Linked DNA regions of Hordeum vulgare: region 2 is linked to region 1. Evidence: chromatin contacts called from public Hi-C data. All regions are on one chromosome and are shown on one strand. The core of a region is the stretch at or near the end of the contact, and the rest is flanking DNA. Distances in the headings are between cores, read along the strand shown. Region 1 holds the start of LOC123428900 (probable ubiquitin-conjugating enzyme E2 23). Region 2 holds the start of LOC123428351 (transcription factor SRM1-like).

Evidence for each region. Hi-C and Micro-C count contacts between places; a contact is called where the count stands out from the background.
Region 2: a contact with region 1 is called in a Hi-C map of leaf, with 4 times the contacts expected there. The contact joins the promoter of LOC123428351 here to the promoter of LOC123428900 in region 1. A contact is called at or near these places in 1 of 6 Hi-C or Micro-C datasets (leaf) and 1 of 1 datasets of contacts at active chromatin or transcription factors (embryo).

Annotation. Positions count from the first base shown.
Region 1 is chr2H:646,560,599-646,564,913 of MorexV3_pseudomolecules_assembly, forward strand. LOC123428900 (probable ubiquitin-conjugating enzyme E2 23) reads left to right here and starts at 2,526. Exons shown (of 3, transcript XM_045113004.1): 1 at 2,526-4,315. The coding sequence starts at 3,005. It overlaps LOC123431192, which reads right to left and starts at 95. Exons shown (of 5, transcript XM_045115026.1): 1 at 50-95. The coding sequence starts at 55.
Region 2 is chr2H:646,755,003-646,759,317 of MorexV3_pseudomolecules_assembly, forward strand. It overlaps LOC123428351 (transcription factor SRM1-like), which reads left to right and starts at 1,833. Exons shown (of 2, transcript XM_045112552.1): 1 at 1,833-2,719. The coding sequence starts at 2,307.

The sequences.
Region 1 (4,315 bases), core at 1,276-3,775:
CAAGGTTGCACGCAAATAGAAATATATTTTTTATCACTCCTCTTTTTACCTCCATGAACACACTTGCATGCCCTCATTCGCACTTCCATTGACCTGTAAAATCCAGCGATTTTTTTAGATAGAATATGAACTGAATAAGAGATAGAATATGAACTGAATAAGAGATATGAATAGAATATGAACATATCAGGTTCTCATTTGTTTTTTTTTTTCAGTTTGTCATTTTTCCGTTTTCCTTTTTGACGGAGTTTTCATTATCATTATTTGTTCAGTACCTTTTCATCATTATTTCGGTGTTTTTATTTCATTATTCTCTTTTCATCAGTCATCACTGTTTCATTATGTCCTATGTTGTTCAGTCATTATCAGTTATTCAGATAATTTAGTTCATTTCTGAGTGTTGTTCACTACCTTTTCATAAGTGTTTATTTCATTAGTCTCTTTTCATCAGTTCTACGGCTCGCAGGCCAGCGATCGGTTATTTTTTGATCAATCCTTAGCGCTGGAGTATTCAGCCTCATTATTTATTATTTCAGTCCATCATATAGTATTTACATTTCAGTATATGTCAGTATTTTCGTTGTTATGTGTCATTTTTGGTTCAGTTTTGTGTTGTATTATTTTAAGTTATCAGTTTCAGTCTTCACCAGTGCATCTTTAGGTTTATTGGCATTTTCATTCTTATTCAGGTTTCAGTTTTCTGTAGTTTTCAGTTATTCGGTCATTATGTCAGTTTATTGTTATCGTATTCAGATTTGGTCAGTCTCTGTGCTTGTTCATATTTTTTTTCGTGTTGATTCTTTGAGTGATCAGTGTAACTTGCCATTTTTCATTTTTCATTTTACATTTTCTATCATTGTTGTCTCTGTGCTTGTTCATTATTTTTTTAGTGTTGATTTTTTTAGTGATCAGTGTAACTTGTCATTTTTCATTTTTCAGTTTACATTTTCTATCATTGTTGCTTTAGTTTTTAGTATTAGTTTATCAGATATATTTGTATTCAGTTCTGCTCAGTCTAACTTGTCGGGCATTGAGTCCTCATGTAATTTTTTCTATCTTGTAGTGTTAGTATTCAGTCTTGTATTTTTATCTGCCTATGTTCAGTCATGTTGTAGTTAGTATTCAGTCATCAGTCATAGTTAGCTTTCAGTCATGTTGTAGTTAGTATTATTGCTTTAGTTTTTAGTATGAATTTATCAGATAATTTAGTATTTAGTTCTGTTCAGTCTCCGGTATTCATGTACTTTTTCTATCATTGTCTCTTTAATTTTAGTGTCCGTTTTCAGTCTTGTATTTTTATCTTCCTATGTTCAGTCATGTTATAGTTAGCTTCAGTTTGTTTTTTGTTTTGATTTCTCTCTGTTTTAGTTTCAGTAGGTCAGTCTTTGATCCATCATGAGTCATATTTAGAGAGAGCACACCCATTTCTTGAAGTTTGTTCTTTTTAATGCCAAACCATATGAGTAGAAAAACCTTATCTCCTAAAATAAACATAGAAAGTGGTAGCCTGCATTCAGTTGGTCTACAGTTTCTTCCATTTTTCTACAGGAAGGTGATCATGTTTTTTATTGAGATCATCTCTGCAAAGTGGAACAACAGGGACACAAGCTTTATCTAGCTAATACACTTTTCTTATGTATAAAATGATTCACAAGTAAGCTGATCACATAAGTGAAGCATGTATGTATAAATGAAAATTAAGGGGAGGGAGGGTAGTGTGTTGTTACCTCAGATGATTCCCTTGGGGGTGGCTCCAGGTGGTTGTGCTATGGATCGTAAGCAGCATCACCCTCAGATGCTTCGCCCGGTTCAGCCTGCATGCTTCTTTTATTTGTTTCAGATGTGTGTTCTCCACCTGTAGCAACGGAACCCTGCGTTGCAAGTTTTTTCAGTATCTCATTAGTCTCTTATCTTATTTTTTTATGTATGTCAGTTTTTAGTAACAGTACTAAACCTGAAATTGGATCTATTTAAATATCTGAATTTCATAGCTCTAGTATCAGCATGTGCTCCATTCCCCTCATGATATTCACTGTTTTTCAGTTTTTAAGCCTGAGTTATGTGACTGTTCGCTCTATCAACTATCTGAAATTCAATACTCTAACATGAATAAGCTTTTGTTTGTTTGTTGAATCAACCACACAGGGGGGACATGTTATCTTAGGGGATGGAGTCTGCAGTCTCCATGTGTAGTTTTTTTTTCAGTTGGTCAATGTCAGTCTTCATTCTTTCTATGCACGTAAGATTCTAATCCTCCAATTATTATTTTTTCAGTCATACAAGGATTGTACTAGCACTTTTTCAGTCATGTTATTCTTTGCTAGTTATTTTTCACCCCCTCCCCATGAATGAGAATTGGAACACATTCAGTCATCCCCTACATTTTTTTCTATGTAAAATATGAACACATTCAGTCACCTGTCTTCTCTGAATTTTCAGCTTTTATTCACAGTTTGAAAGATTTCTTCGGTAAGGGAAAGTATGCAAGTAGTGGGGTTGGTTGGGGCGAGAGGGGTGTACCTTAGTTTGGGCAAGGGCAGTCCGCAGCGGCTCCAAGTAGCACAGATCTGGATCGCAAGGATCCATGTCTTCTCCCCCGTCAGCCGCCATCGCGCCCCTGCATAGACTTTACTTATAGAAGAAGAAGGTGATCGGGATGGAAGTAGGAGGACGGAAAGGCTTGGACTGGGTGATCGGAGATCGGGGGCCAACCCAGCCCGCTAAACGGGTGAGAGAGAGTGGTGGTGGGCATCTTGTGTGTTTTTTTGTTCGTCAGCAGTTCATCAAAAGAGTCCGTCAGCAGAACGATTATGCACACGACCGAGTAGCATACAAATTCTAATCCTACTCACCGGACCGAGTAGCATAGGAATTCTAATTCTAATCCTACTCAGACAGCGGCCGGTGCTATTAGCTATAGCTTGCAACACCACCGTGAGCACCTCGCAATCAATCCAACAAGCAATCTGCGTGCTCTCGCCGGAAACAAAATCAGCTAAGATCGATGGCCGCTGTCGCGTCCCACGATGTTGAGTTGCTAGACCTCGTGAGCTTCGGGCACACGCTCCGCCACCATGGCCTCGTCGTGGCCCACGTCGTCGAGGCGGACGACCACGACTCTGCGGACATCGGCACGTTCAGGCTTCTCCTCGCCGACAACACCGTCGTGTACAAGAACGCCAGCGACCTCAGGGTGGTGGACAGGAGCCACCTGCAGCCCGGACAGGTGGTCGGCTCGGCGTCCGGCGATGACGGCCAGCTTGGCGTTGTCACCGGCGTCACCACCGTGCTAGACCTGGCCAAGCACGACAGCCGCCTCGGGGAGATACATGTCATCCCAGGCGTGTCCCCGTCTGCCCTCCGGCGCGTACGGAGCTTCAACCTCGGCGACTTCGTCGTCTCCGGGCCGTGGCTCGGCCAGGTCGTCGAGGTCTCCATCGACGTGGATGTGATGTTCGATGACGGGGCGGTCTGCAGGGTCACCAACGCAGACTCCAACAAGCTAAAACAAGTGGACGCCGGCAGCAACACCTTTTTCTATCGCCATCAAATGAACGCTCTCTTGGACCCCGGGGAGCTCGTCACCGCACCAGACCCGGGTTCCCTCTTCAAGGGGGCACGCTGGCTTAACGGCTCATGGAATCCTGACCATAAGTTTGGCACCGTCACCAAGGTGGAGACGTCCGGCGTCCATGTCTGCTGGATTGCATCCATGCATCATGGCACCGACAAGGGGCTCGTCAAGGCATCCGCCCCTTCGGCCTACCAGAACCCAAACGATCTTACCTTCTTCTCCGCCGCCTTCAGTTGCAGCTGGGGGGTAGCCGACCGCTGCTTTTTCCGCAATGGCAACGTGACCGATGATGATGAAAGTGAAGCACCAACTGCGCAGGCGGGGGTGGAGATTCCCATGGTCGTCGCCAACACCCGTACCTCCGTCGACGTGCTATGGCAGGACGGCACACTGCAACGTGGCATAAGTTCAGCAACCGTCGTCCCCTCTGAGCTAGTGGATGAAGACTTGTTCCCAGGGGATCACGTCGTCGGCGTACTTCCTATTGATGCTACCGGCGACTCTGGAACCGAATTAGCAAGGCCTGTGGGCGTCATCAGGAGCCTGCACTACGGAGACCGGACGGCTTGTGTATCATGGTTGAACGAGGCTAGGGAGGACGTGTGCGACGATACTGTGACTGTGTACGCCCTGAAAAGTGACTCTTCTTACCCGTCTGCTGACTATGGAGACATTGTCATTCGTCTCCTGCCGTCGGGATCAACCAGCGGTGAAATCACGCCATTGCTACAAGGCAACAAG
Region 2 (4,315 bases), core at 583-3,082, 190 kb after region 1:
CTGCTTATGCGACGTTTGCGCCTAAGTCGGAGCCATGGCATGGGAGATTCACTTGCAAAGGGAGTAAATACATGTTATCGACTTTTGTCACTCTATCATCCCACGTATATTGGTGTTATATATTTTGCCAGAAGGCGTGCATAGCACCTTTGACAAGGATCTCTTGTGATTCATCTCGTACATGACCAATGTGCCTGAGAAATACCATATGGTTAAGTGGGCTTAAATCTGCTTGCCTAAGGACTGAGGGGTTATAGGTATTCTCGCATCCCACTACGTGAATGTAAACCTTATGATGAGATACGTGTGGTGGATTCTTAGGAATGATGTGGACTTATGGTTGCAACTTATTAAAACAAAATACGTGAAGAGCATACCTCCTCACTAATGAGTAATGACCACAGTGAGGATTCCTGGATCTGGAAGTCTTTCTAGTCGATCAAACACGAGTTTCTCCCCGGGCTCATCATCTCCATAGGAAATGGAGAAACGATCCTCTTTCTCACTGGACCCGTGGCTTTGTAGATTTCCGCCTCACGCCGAGTTCCCTAATCTTTTTTTGTGATCTGCTCGAACCTAATGCTTTTCATTGCCTCGACAGTCCATAATGGGAGTTGGAACATTTCATTCTGCCAAACCTCTAGCCGTGAGGAGACTATATCTTGAACGGACGACCCTCCTACCGATGTTGGCCGACACTTCATAAGTTATTTCTTAGCATCTGGCCCCACCCAGGTTCTTATTTGTTGACTCCACTTATCGTGTCCTCTACCATGCGTTGCCTCTTATGTTGACCATCCCTTTGTGAAAAGTGCCCCTTCCGATGAATATTAATATTTTCATATGGACAGCTTTTGTGTGATCATCTTCTTTCACAGGCGAAGGTAGCCAAGTGAGATGCGTCTCGCGACGGGCTATGCCCCCTTTGCGGTGTCTCCGAGTCTGAGACCCATATTTTTTTATACTGTCATGTTGCACACTTCATTAAAGCTTTGTTCGTGAGGCTCTTGGGCTTGAGTGGCGAACCTATATTTTACTTTTTGCATGTTTGTGTCGTTGTCTCAGTTGACTTATTTTCTTGCCTACAATGTGAATTTGTTGTGTGGATTTGCTGATTTTCTTGTTATAATAAAAGCGAGATAAAAACATGTTTTATTAAAAAATGAATCAATTCTGTAATTGAATGGTTAGAGGGATAGTGGCAACCCTAACCCATCAGGATTCAAGTCCTGATGCTCGCATTAATTTTTAATTTTTTTTAGAATTTTTGATGATACACATTTAGTGGGTTCCATCAGTCTTTTCTAGGTGTTCATAAGAATAGTACTCCCTTTGTATCAGTGCATAGGGCACTTTACAAAAACCAGATTTTCTCAAAACGCTTAAGGGTGCTTCAATAACTTCCCTCATCGTTTCCCTCCAAGCCTCGTTCGCTGCCTCTTAGTACCTTTGCATTGGGTGCGTCTACTCGGTAATTAGTTAAAAAGACACCCACTTAAATACTGCATCCGATTTGATTGGAAGGATGACCGGCCTTGTTTTCTGTTGCTCTCCAATCAGCTACCATCTTGGTCGCTCTGCACCTTCTAAAGTGTCCTATGCACTGGTACGGAGGGACTATATGTGTGTGTATTTATAAGATGAATTTATGCGCGTATGTACGAGCAATTGCCTCTGTATTGTGTAAAAAAAAAGGCCTGTCTAAAAAAATGTATACATACTCCACGTAATTACCGGTTTCTAAAACTAGAAAATGACTGATACGTATGTCGATCAAGTCAAGCTCAGGCGGCCATTAACCACGACCACAATAAAAACCCGGCGGCCGCCGGGGCCGGGGGCGCCTCCGAGGAAGAAAGAAAAGGAAAAAAGCCCGGCCGCCGCGTCGCCAGCGGCCACCCAGCCTCGCTTGTCTCCTTCCTCCCCGCGCCACTCCCACTTCCCCCAGAGACACGGGAGGCCCGACACCGCAGTCACTGCCCGTCCCCCTCCCCCGCCCCCGCCCCCGCCCCCGCGCCGCGGTGAAAGGAAAATATCTCGCCCGGCCCCGCGGTAACAAATCCTCCTCCGGCGGCGGCGGTAGATCCCCCTCCTTCCTCCGCCTCCCCCCCTTCTCTCTTTTCCGGAAACCCCCAATTTATTCCCCCACGAACCCCGCAGCGACACCAAATCCGCCTCTTCCTTATCTCGCCGCCGCAATCCGTCCGGCCGACTGACCCCTGCCGCCGCCCCGCGAGCCCCGCGGAGCGCTGTCAAGGTTGCCTTTTTCCTCTTCTTTCGTCCGGGGAACAGGTCGGCGGTCGGCCATGGCGGCGGAGGAGGCGAGCAGCAGCGGCGGGGGCGAGGAGGGGTCCGGCGCCGGGGCCGGCGGGTGGACGCGTGAGCAGGAGAAGGCGTTCGAGAACGCGCTGGCCACGGTGGAGGAGGAGGAGGGGGAGGCCATGTGGGACAAGATAGCGGACGCCGTCGAGGGCAAGTCGCCCGAGGAGGTCCGGCGGCACTACGAGCTCCTCGTGGAGGACGTGGACGGCATCGAGGCTGGCCGCGTGCCGCTGCTCGTCTACGCCGGCGACGGCGAGGAGGGGGGCTCCGGCGGTGGCGGCGGGGGCGGGAAGAAGAGCAGCGGCGGAGGAGGGGGAAGCCACGGGGAGAAGGGCTCGTCCAAGTCCGCCGAGCAGGAGCGCCGCAAGGGGATCGCCTGGACAGAGGACGAGCACAGGTTCGTTCGCGCTCCTGCCTCCCTTCGTTTTCCTTCCGTTGACCGAATAATTGAGCTGCTTGCTGCTCTGATTGATTTGATTAATTGCTGTGATTGATTGATTGCTTGCTGAATTGACAGTTTTGTTAGAGAATCTGATCCGTGTAATGGTCCTATGATATCAGGGAACATACTGGAAATCTGATGCTTGCATAGTTTGTCTGCTCTCAGGGTACTGGTCTGTGAGTGAAATCAGTAGGGTTTCTTACCTGCTCTCTCCTCGTTGTACTGGGGTGTGAATAGATCAGTGGAGCTCCCTTTTGCGCATCTGGAAATTAGAGTTATGCTTTGCAAGGAACTTTATTGTCTGCACAGCGAAGCGAGCACATTTTGAGCTCCATTCTCTCACCTTAAATCTGTTCATTGAGCGATTTCGAGCGGTACTGCCTACATGTTTGACTGATTGGTGGGTTGGGTTGGCTAGGAGGTAAAACATCACTGCTATTTGATTGGCGATTCTGCTGACCCACTCATTTAATTGTCGAAATGTGCTGAGTATTTTGGATATTTGCTCTTTAAATGTACTGCTGCTGCTTTCCATTTGTGACTGGACGCATGTAGTTTGATGGTTTGTCGTAGTTTGTCCTGCTGGCGCCCGTAAATCTGCTCCTCCGCTCCCTTATTGAAACCCCCCAATTTATTACCCTAAACCCGCAGAAATACAGCCCCCTACTCCCTCTCCTCCCATATCTAGCCGCAACAGTCCTGAGGAACCTCTGACCTGTATTGCTGCCCTGCGAATCCTGTAGAGCTGTCTAGTTTGGAAATCTTTGCTTTAAATGTGCTGAGTATATTTCAGATATTTGCTCTTTAAATGTGCTGCCGCCACCGCTTCTGCTTTCCATTTGAGAATGGACGCGTGTAGGTTTGACATTCTGTCATAGTTTATCCTGCTGGCGCCCATAAATCTGCTCCGCCGCTCCCCTGCGCCCTCTCTCTTATCGAAACTCCCCAATTTATTAGCCTAAACCCGTAGCCATTCCGGCCCCCTCCCCCCTCTCCTTCTCCCATATCTCGCTGCCGCAATCCTGCGGAACCTTTGGCCCTATTGCCGCCCGGCGAATCTTGTAGAGCTATCTAGTTTTTTGCTCTTTCTTCTTCAGGGCCGAGGAACATGTCGGCCATGGTGACTGAGGGGTTCGGGTCCGGAGGGTGGATGTGGGAGCAGGACGTGGTGTTCGAGAATGCGCCGGTGTTGGTGGACCTGCAGGAGGGTGATGCTGTGTGGAACAACATAGCCGATAACATTGAGGGGAAGAAGGGGTTAGGATCCGGGTCTGGGCCTGGAGTGTGGACGTGGGAGCAGGACAAGGCGTTCGAGAATGCATTGGCGTTGGTGGATCTGGGGGAGGGTGAGGCAGTGTGGAACAAGATAGCCAATGTTGTTCCGGGGAAGACAGCCGAGGAGGTCAAGCGGCAATATGAGCTTTTGGTGATGGATGTGGACGCCATCGAGGCGGGCCGAGTGCCGCTGCCTGTGTACACTGACGGCGGGAGTCCCGAGGAGGGAGGCTCTAGCGGGAAGAAGATCGGCGGCAGGGTAGGAGGAGGATGGGG